2 separate regions of the Mus musculus genome follow, and region 2 is linked to region 1. A link is a contact called in public promoter capture Hi-C data. All regions are on one chromosome and are shown on one strand. The core of a region is the stretch at or near the end of the contact, and the rest is flanking DNA. Distances in the headings are between cores, read along the strand shown.

The links. Capture Hi-C pulls out chosen DNA fragments and counts their contacts.
Region 2: a promoter capture Hi-C map of liver shows a contact between it and region 1, with 4 times the contacts expected there. The contact joins the promoter of Ddx60 here to the promoter of Hpf1 in region 1. A contact is called at or near these places in 2 of 39 promoter capture datasets (the 3T3-L1 cell line and liver), 1 of 484 Hi-C or Micro-C datasets (CD4 T cells) and 2 of 9 other capture datasets (adipose tissue and liver).

What each region holds. Positions count from the first base shown.
Region 1 is chr8:60,888,156-60,892,753 of GRCm38.p6, forward strand. Hpf1 (histone PARylation factor 1) reads left to right here and starts at 2,273. Exons shown (of 8, transcript NM_028299.3): 1 at 2,273-2,381. The coding sequence starts at 2,334.
Region 2 is chr8:61,925,324-61,929,999 of GRCm38.p6, forward strand. It overlaps Ddx60 (DExD/H box helicase 60), which reads left to right and starts at 2,764. Exons shown (of 38, transcript NM_001293783.1): 1 at 2,764-2,953.

The DNA of each region.
Region 1 (4,598 bases), core at 1,023-3,522:
AGACAAAGAATGAATGTCTATGGGCTATTTCCCTGGAGAACCTGTTTACATGGAGGACACACTCTGAGATTATTCAGATTTCCAGCCTTTCTTCTATTGGGCTCCAAGGGGTACACTCAATACCAATACAAAACAAGTAATTAAAAAGATATTACATTTGCATTATAAGAAGAAATAAGCCCTTTCCTCTCCACCATGAAGGGAAGTCAGGGCAGGAACTCAGGAACTCACACTGAAACCTGGAGGCAATAGTTGAAGCAGAGACCACGGTGGAGCACGGGGCTTGCTTTCATGCCTGGTCCAGTCTGCTTTCTGATAGGACCTAGGACCACCTGCCCAGGGGTACCAAAGCCCTCGGGGTGCTGGGTCCTCCCACATCAATCATTAATCAAGAAAATGCCTCACAGACTTGCCTACAGGCAATGTGATAAAGGCATTTTCCCAATTGAGGTTCTTCCCAGGTGACCCTAGGTCAACTTGACCAAAACAAACAAACAAACCAAACCAACAAACAAAAAAAAAAGATAAAACAAAAATAAATGAAACAAATAAATAAAAACAAAAACAAAACAGGATAAGAAAGAGATGTGCTTTAATGTCTTTTTGTAAAAAAAATCTATATTTGATAGAGATTTTGAAATTACATTGTTCAAATAATGTAATTTATAACCAGCCTCAAAGATTAAAGTTTTAAAATTAAATGTAAAAAGAATGGATTCGCTTATTTTAAAGAATCTCGTTTTGTAAATGAGATTATAAAGTAGTTTAAGAGGTGCACTGGTTAGGATTGTGAATGAGATAAAGGTTAGTATGAAAGGTCATATGGAAACAAACATTCTAATCCCAAGTATGGGTTATTGGCTGTTTTCCACACTCTTGTTTCAAACAGCTCTCTAAAGACTTTAGCCTATATTATCACAGTCTTTTCAAGTATTGTTAGGTGTGCTGAAATTCTTTCAGCTGGTGTGAAACATGTACCAGATGAGTACATGAGTGGGGTAGGAGGAGGATGGAGGGAGTGCGACCTTTAGGTCTTTTATTTTCTCTTTCACTCCCGCCCCAGTTACAGCAAGGGAGCAGCTGTGCCCCTGGTTTGAAGTGCTCCTCAAAACCGGAGGAGAAGGCTCAGTGGTGAAGAGTAATACACTGCCCTTGCAGGACACCCACGTCGAGTGGCTCACTGCCACTTATAACTCTATCTCCAGAGAATCCGATGCCTTTTTTTTGCCATCTGTGGGACACGCGCTCACACACACACACACACACACACACACACACACACACACACAAATCTACAAATCTACACTCATATAACTAAAAATAAAATAAGTTTAAAACCAAGGATATGTTCCACAAAATGAGAGTATACAAATTGTGAATAAGGAAGAGAAGGGGAAGGTGGTGGAGGAGTGTGTCTTCCAAACTGTGTTCTTCCTGAGAGTCAGATTCTGATTTTTAAGCTCTGGGTAGAGCCTGACAGTGTGCCTTTTTAAACTGGCTCGGGGTGCTGCAGCTGCTCGTGGTACAGGGCTTACACTAAGCATAGCCAAGATTTGTAAAAACAAAAACAAAAAACGAATTGTATTAGGAATGAAGAACAGAGAAATGAGAAGAGAGAGAGAGAGAGAGAGAGAGAGAGAGAGAGAGAGAGAAAGAGAGAGAGAGAGGATGTGAAGATAAAGGGAAGGAAATGGAGGGAGGTAAAGAAAAGAGAAAAGATAGGTTTACTTAGTGTTAGACAATAGTGCAATAGGAAGGGAAAGGGAAGCCGGGCGGTGGTGGTGCACGCCTTTAATCCCAGCACTCGGGAGGCAGAGGCAGGCGGATTTCTGAGTCAGGACAGCCAGGACTACACAGAGAAACCCTGTCTCGGAAAAAAAAAAAAAAAAAAAAAAAAAAGAGAGAAAGGGATGGAGTGCAAAAAATTAATTCTTTAAATGAGTAGAAACAAAGAAAACGAAAAGGCTGAAGTGAGGCAGCATCTTAAAGCTATCTCTCTTGAGCATATGAGGACGAAGTTTATCGCTCCTTAAGAACCCAAATTCAATAGTCATATAGTCTAGGTTCTAGCGCACGCTGGCGCTAGGCAATGGGCGGGGCCCCGGATGTAGCTCAGGGGGCGGTGCTTGCGTTCGGGGGGGCGGGGCCACCCCAGGTCTGCGGACCGGGCCTTGCGTCCTCCTCCGTCTCAGGGGGCGGAGCCTGGTCTCTAAATTGGCGCCTCTGAGTGGCTAAGCGGCAGCTCGGATTGGCGGCTTTTGAACCCGGAAGCACTAGCGGGCGCTCGGAAGCGGCAGGAGCGCGGGCCTTGGCTCGCTCGCTGCGGCTGCGGGATGGTTGGCGGTGGCGGGAAGCGCCGGACGGCCGGGGCGGGACCGCAGGTAGGCGAGGCGGGATGCGCTGGGTATGGGGACGCTATGGGCCGTGGAGGAGCCGAGGGCCGCCCTGCGGGGCAATGGCCCGGGGAAGTCGTTCCTTTCCAGCGCCAGCCCAGTTCCCACGAAGCTCTGCAGCCAGCGGACGGACCATTCATTCATTCATTCATTCACTCACTCACTCACTCACTCACTCACTCACTCACTCATTCACTTACTAACCAGCTGATGGAAACTGGAGGAGCTGCCAGGGCGGCGAGGCACACGCGAACAAACATTTCACCTTTCGTTTTTTTTTTTGCTTGGGGTTAACGCAGGTGTGTAAAAGAAAATGCTGGAATTAACAAGCCCTGGAGTTATTAAAGACTTTTGTTTAAGACAGTCTCTATGTTGTAGCCCCGGCTGTCCTGGAACTTGATATGTAGATCAGAACTCAATATGTAGCCTCCAAATCACAGAGACCCTCTTGCCTCTGCCTCCAGGACACGAACCACCACTGCCCGGCTACTTTGGTAGCCTGACCTGGAAGTGTAAGGGATACGGGTTCTCAGATGAGTGATAGATTGGCCAGTCTGGACTCTTACATGATTTCATGGGTTCCTTAAGCATACAGTAGCTAATGGGAGAAGTTAAGCAGGGAAACGAACGTTTAACAAAAGTGACACCAGCTATGTTTTAAACTGGGTAGGGTGAGGCGATTGCTAAGGCTTAACGGCCAGTGGATGGCGAACATAGGTATTATTCTCGTTGTGTTGTGTTTTCTCACAACACCAAGTTAAAAATGTGGTTTAAAGAGAACAGCCTTGTCAGGCAGAAGCAATAAGACCAAAAGTTCAGTGTCCTCCTCAGTTACATTACAAGTTCAAGACCAGCCTGGGTTACAATAGACCTGTCTTAAACAAAGTCCAGCTTGATGACGTAGAGAGTAATAGTACTGATGACTTGAATTCAGTCCCTGAAGTCATGTGGAGTTAGGGAAGGGGACAATGTGACCAAATACGTTGTATGTAAAACCACTCCCACAGTTCTGCATCTACCCATTTGGGTGCCTTTTCCTTTTTGCCTAAGCATTTCCTGCCGCTTCTAGTCACTGTGGCTATCACCCTGAAGTTGGAGTTACCCTTGCCTTCTTGTAGAGTTTGTTGTTTCCTTAAAAAGCTTTTATGGTACATCTTGTCTTAGTCAGTATTCTACTGCTGTGAAGAGACACCATGACCATTAAAAAAAAAAAAAAGTGCCTAGCTGGGGCTTGATTACAGTTTTAGAGGTTCGGTCCACTATCACCACGGCTGGAAGCGTGGTAGCAGGCAGGCAGGTATGCTGCAGGAGAAGCAGAGAGTTCTACATCTAGACTGGAAGGCAGCAGGAAGGGAGAGACTCTGGGCGTGGAATGGGCTTTTTGAAACCTCAAAGTCTTATCTATCCCCTAGTGACACACTTCCTCCACCAAGGCCACAGTTCCTAGTCCTTCCCAGTACTGCCATTCCTTGGTGTACTCAAATTTATAAGTGCTATTCTGTTTAAAACCACCACACATCTATCTAATCTTGGGGGGTTTTCTTAATTGAACATCATACAAAGATTGAGCCATGTTGTCTAACTGTACTTCTCTTTCTTTCATTTAGTTACTGTTCCCCAGTGTTTGAAAGCCCTGTAACTATCTATTTTCCTGTTGGCTGGCATTTCAACCTCCTAAGGACAGTGCTGTCAAAAACAATTCTTACCCGATGCCTGACTTGTACATACAGTGTGTAGGCTTGGAATGACAGTTACCAATACATATGGTTGGACCCCTGAGAACATGTAGTTATCAACACCTGGGTGAGAAATGCCGACTCTAGCGGCACTGGCTTGCTGAGGGCAGCTCTCCCGCGCACTGGGCGGCGTTGAGCTGTATCCCTTAGCCTCTGCAGCACTAGGTGCCGCTGGTCCTGCTGCGGGTAGAATGTGCCGAGTTTCGCCTGGATTCAGAACCACAAGGATCTAAGTTCCCAGAAAGAAAGAGATTGTACTTAGAAAACAAGACAGATACGCAAAGTAAGCAAGTTGCCTTGGTAGCACTGAGCCAGTTTCCAATAGCATCCTTTAACCTTTAATTTGCATGGGTGCTAGAGATGCAAATCTTAGCATTACAAAGCCTTTTCCGAAAGACATGGTTTTTAGCTCAGAGGATATTCCCATATTGATCCTTAACTATACCATACCTCTCCTCTCTTTTTGTTT
Region 2 (4,676 bases), core at 1,514-4,013, 1.0 Mb after region 1:
TTATTTTAGTAACACGGAACAGACAAAGACTAGAAAATTGAGGGGGGTGAATCAAAGTTTATTAAGTTATTCACTGAAAAATCTGAAGTCACTGAAAGTCAAAACAACCATGAACACCACAGAGTTTGCTTACCCTAAAAATGCCCACAAAGAAAATCCCCAAATGATAACAACAGCACACAAGTTTAATTAAAAAAAAAATGAAAAGAAAACAGTTGGTCTATAGGCTGGAAGAATTTCAGTTCTAGAAGGAGAAGCATTTGTCAGAGTTCATGTAACTGAAAATCCTATAAGCAAACTTTTGGTTTTCATTAAGTTTGGTATTATGTCACCACTTATTGTCTTTGTATCACTTTAATCATCAAAATCACTTACCTCATCAAAAAAAGCAACACAAAAATATCCATCTTGTAAAACCTGGAATAGTATGATAATAAATATGAGGATATTCCCACATCACTGAGCTCATAGTCGTCTCCTGTGTTGTAAGAGTCTTAGTTTTGCTACTAGCAAATATGTCATGGTTTTTCTACTACATTAGCTTACATGACTGTATTACATTTAGTTAGTTTGTTCGTTCACTTTTTGGGGCTCCTGTACTGAATTATTCACAGTCGCTTAGAACAAGAGTAACTTGTTCTTAGTTCTGAAAGTCAGTTTCACTGGGTTCAAATCCAAGCGCCATCAGGAGTGGTTTCTAGAAGATCTAGAAAGGAATCTGTTTTCTGTAATACTAACCTGTCAGACAGGATGTTTCCACTGGCACAGTAGTGGTATGATAACCAACGACATTCTGATTTTAGGATTTTAGGTCTATTCTACAGGAGCAACTCATGTCTGACCTAATCCAAAACCCATGAATGGCGAAGTTATAGGCTCTAAAGGGGAAACTACTCCTGTTGCTTTGCTATATGGATATGATGTCAAACCGCCTTCTAAATATTTGTATCTATATTCATAGATTTGGGTGGCTCTGGAGTAGGTGATGGTTAATGCAGAGATAACTGGTGAATAAGGGACAGCTGGGCACTCATCCTAAAATGAGACATTGATATCTTTTCCTCCAAAGCTCAAGGAATATTATGGGGGAAAGGAGGGAAAGAATGTAAGAGTCTCAAACAGGAAAGAGTGCTGTGAAACACTCTCTTCTGGACACGACATGCCTGTTATACCTGTGAATTCATAGTAACAGTGACTATCAACACAAGACAAGGCTCATCAACGTTCCATCACTGATGAGGGGAGCTCATGAGCTCTTCCTGAGGACCAGTAAACATTAACAGTGAGGGAGACATATCCCTCAATGGTGGCCACAGAGTTGTCCTTGCTCCAGTAAATTATATATATATATATCCTGATGTGACATGTCCTCAGCCTACCCCCTGTGTGCTATAATTGTAGACTTTTGACTTGAAAACCCTGTTTTCTCCACCGAGAGCTCTCCTGAGGTGCCAGCTTACTCTTGGTCAGCTGGCTGTGTAAAGAACTCACAGTGCTCACAGTTGGCTTAATAAGCATGGAGATTTGTAACCTGGAGTAGATTATTTCAATTTCATTCCTTGGTTTGTGGTTTTCCATCATCTTCATAGAGTCTTGCTAGAAGACTACATATGTAATCAAATTACCAGCCTGAATTTCTGCCTCTGTCACCACATTAAGAACCTGCTTATGATTATTTTGGGCCCACCTGAGATAATCCACTTATATCATGCTCCTTGGTTTAGGCTATGCGTGCAGTATCTATTACCACAGTTACCACAGTCTCAAGGAATTAGGTCGCTGACTTAAATTGGAGGGAACAGGAAAGGGTGACATTTTCTCACCCAGGAGGACAAAGCCTCAACAAAGCCCAGACACCTCTACCTTTTCAGGTAGTATTTTAATGTAAAGGAGGACAGAAAGGGTGGGACCTTTTCTTACTGTTACCAAGGAAACAGGGGCTAGGTCAAAAGCTGACCATGAGGGAAGGGTCCATTCTTAATGGCCTTCAAAACAATGGATGTTTCTCAAGTTATCTCAACACATTGCATTCTGTTGCTCTTTCCCCATGGATGAGAGTTCTGCCAGTGCCTGACAAAATAGCTTTTGGTCCCATTGTTGTCACGGTCACCCAAATGCAAGAGTCCCCCACTTTCTAGAATTCCAATATTGAAAATAGAATTGTCATATTTAGAGCCTTCCTAAAGTTCAGCAAGCATAGGATACTAAGCAAGCCAGCTTTCAAACCCAAATTTCAGGTATTGACAGGTAAAAAACCAAGCCAAACCAAATCAAACAAAATCAAAGGAAAGAAAAGTTATTAAGGCTGAGATAAAAGTAGGCTCCATTTTCAGCTTGTTTAGTAGTGCCATTCGGCTAAAGAAGATCCCAAATGGATTAATCACAGGCTTCAATAATAGACTCATGTAATCTCAAATTCCTACCTACCTTTAAAATACTACCTGAAAAGGTAGAGGTGTCTGGGCTTTGTTGAGGCTTTGTCCTCCTGCTGTCGTTAGCACAGTAGGAGCAATTGGCACAGCGCCCGGAGTTCTGCTGCTACAGCCTCTCCAATGTTGCCTTGCTTAGATGTCTCCAGATTTCCCTGTCAAATCCTCCTCCTTACCTCAAGAATCCCAAAGCCTCTGGTTTTCCTACCTTAACAGTACTAACTTTACCAAAGGATGCGCAAAGCTGCATTCACCAAATGCTCTTTGATTAGTGATGAATGGAAACCGAAACTTAAAGCTTCTGGGAGCAGAAGAGAAACCGAAACTATCCTTCACTTATAAAAGGCGGCCTGAGAGACTCACAAGTTGCCACTTTTTGGAGCTAGCGATTGGTCTTAGGTCTCCTGTGGTCGACTGTGTGCTTGCTTGTTACCTGCAGCGCGGACCAGCGCGCTCAATACCTGCTGCGCAGACCAGCGGTTCTCTGCACGTAGCAGGTCCAGGTTCCCGGTCTGGGCTTCCCGGTGAGGCCAGGGGGTTGCTTCTGGGCTCGCCAGGGGATTGTAGGGCGTGCCTAGGTCAGAGTATCCCAAAAGAGGAGCTGGAGCGGAGCTGAGGGGACAGCACTAGGAGGTAGCTTTCAATGGGCAGTGGAGCACAGACCCACCTACCCCAGTGGCCAGTACTCGGTGGACCACAGAGGGAAGAGGTCTGAGTGGTGAGTGGCAGGGAAAAAGATGCCTGACTCAGTCTCTTGAGGATCCTTTGTAAACGGGTAGCTGGGATAGGGATCAATAAGTAGGGGCATTGGGGTGTGTGCACAGCCAATAAATGTTGAACATCCCCACCAATAGTTTTTCTCCTAGGTGCCGAATCGAATCGGGGCCCTACTTCAGGCTTCCAGAGCTAGAAGCAGAATGTGAAGAAAAACCCAGATGAATTGTAGTTGCCCTGAAATTGCAGTGGCTAAGACAAGTTATGCTTTACTGCAGAAATGCATCCCCCCACCCAATCTCTTCGTATGCTAGCCCTAGCAGTCTCCCTGGGCTTCCTGGTACTCCCCATGGAACCCAGGTTGGGCCAACTTGGAGTATCCCGCTGCCTCAGTCTCCCTGTTTGAGTCATCTGAGATTTAATGTATTCATGTGTAAGGAGCAGGGATTGATTTTCTGTTTCCTCATCACAAATCAGCACAAACTGAGTTGCTTTAAACACAATAGGTGTTTTATTTTACAGATTCTGTTTAGGCACAGGCTAAGTGCTTTTTGCAAAGCCCAGCATAGAACTCAAGATGTCTGCCAGGGCGGAGCCAGGTTCTGGGTGCTCATTTTGGTTCCTTGAGGTCAGTAAGAAGTCTGGAATTCTCTGATTTCTTGCAAGTTGTTGATTAAGGGTAACTCAGAGTCTGATACCTTCCATTGTCACACTTCAGGTCACTTCTCACAGGTGGCTGTACTTTCCAAGGATATAGGAGGCTTTCTCAATTAACTAACATGCCTCATTACCAGAGAGACTGTCCTGGTAATAAGGGTGTCAGGACGCCCAACATATATATACGTATATACATATATGCATATATATATACATATATACATACATACATATATACATACATACATACGTACATACGTACATACATACATACATATATACATATATGCATATACATATACACATATACACATATTCATATATACACATGTATGTGTATGTATCAGGTCTATCATGTTTTGCAGGATTTTGTGACAATTCTTGTAATTTCTTTTCATAGTGAGTAAAAGAATGAGAAATCAGTAAATAGCTTTTAGATTCACTTTTTAAGTGTGTGTGTTTGTTGATGTGTGGGAATATGCATTTGAGTGCAAATATACTAGGAGTCCAGCGTGGTTGGATCCCTTGTGCTGTTACAACCTGTTGTGAGCCTGTGTACATTCTAGGAACAGAAGTTGGTTGGTCCTCTACAACAGCAGTAGACAGTCTTAATTACTGCATCATCTGCCATCTTTCTGGCCCTTTATATGTTCATACTTTCTAAAGGCACAACGTGCCTGTGGGGATCAGAGGACAATCTGCAGGGATGTGTTCTCTTCCTCTCTCAGGTAGGTCTCAAGGATAGAATGCAGGTCATCTGGCTGGGTGGCAAGCACCTTTACCCACTGAGCAATTTTATTGGTCCGGTTATGTAGATATTATTCAATGTCGATGCAGTCTGCATGTTTTAGCCTGAAAATATAGTCCTATATTACT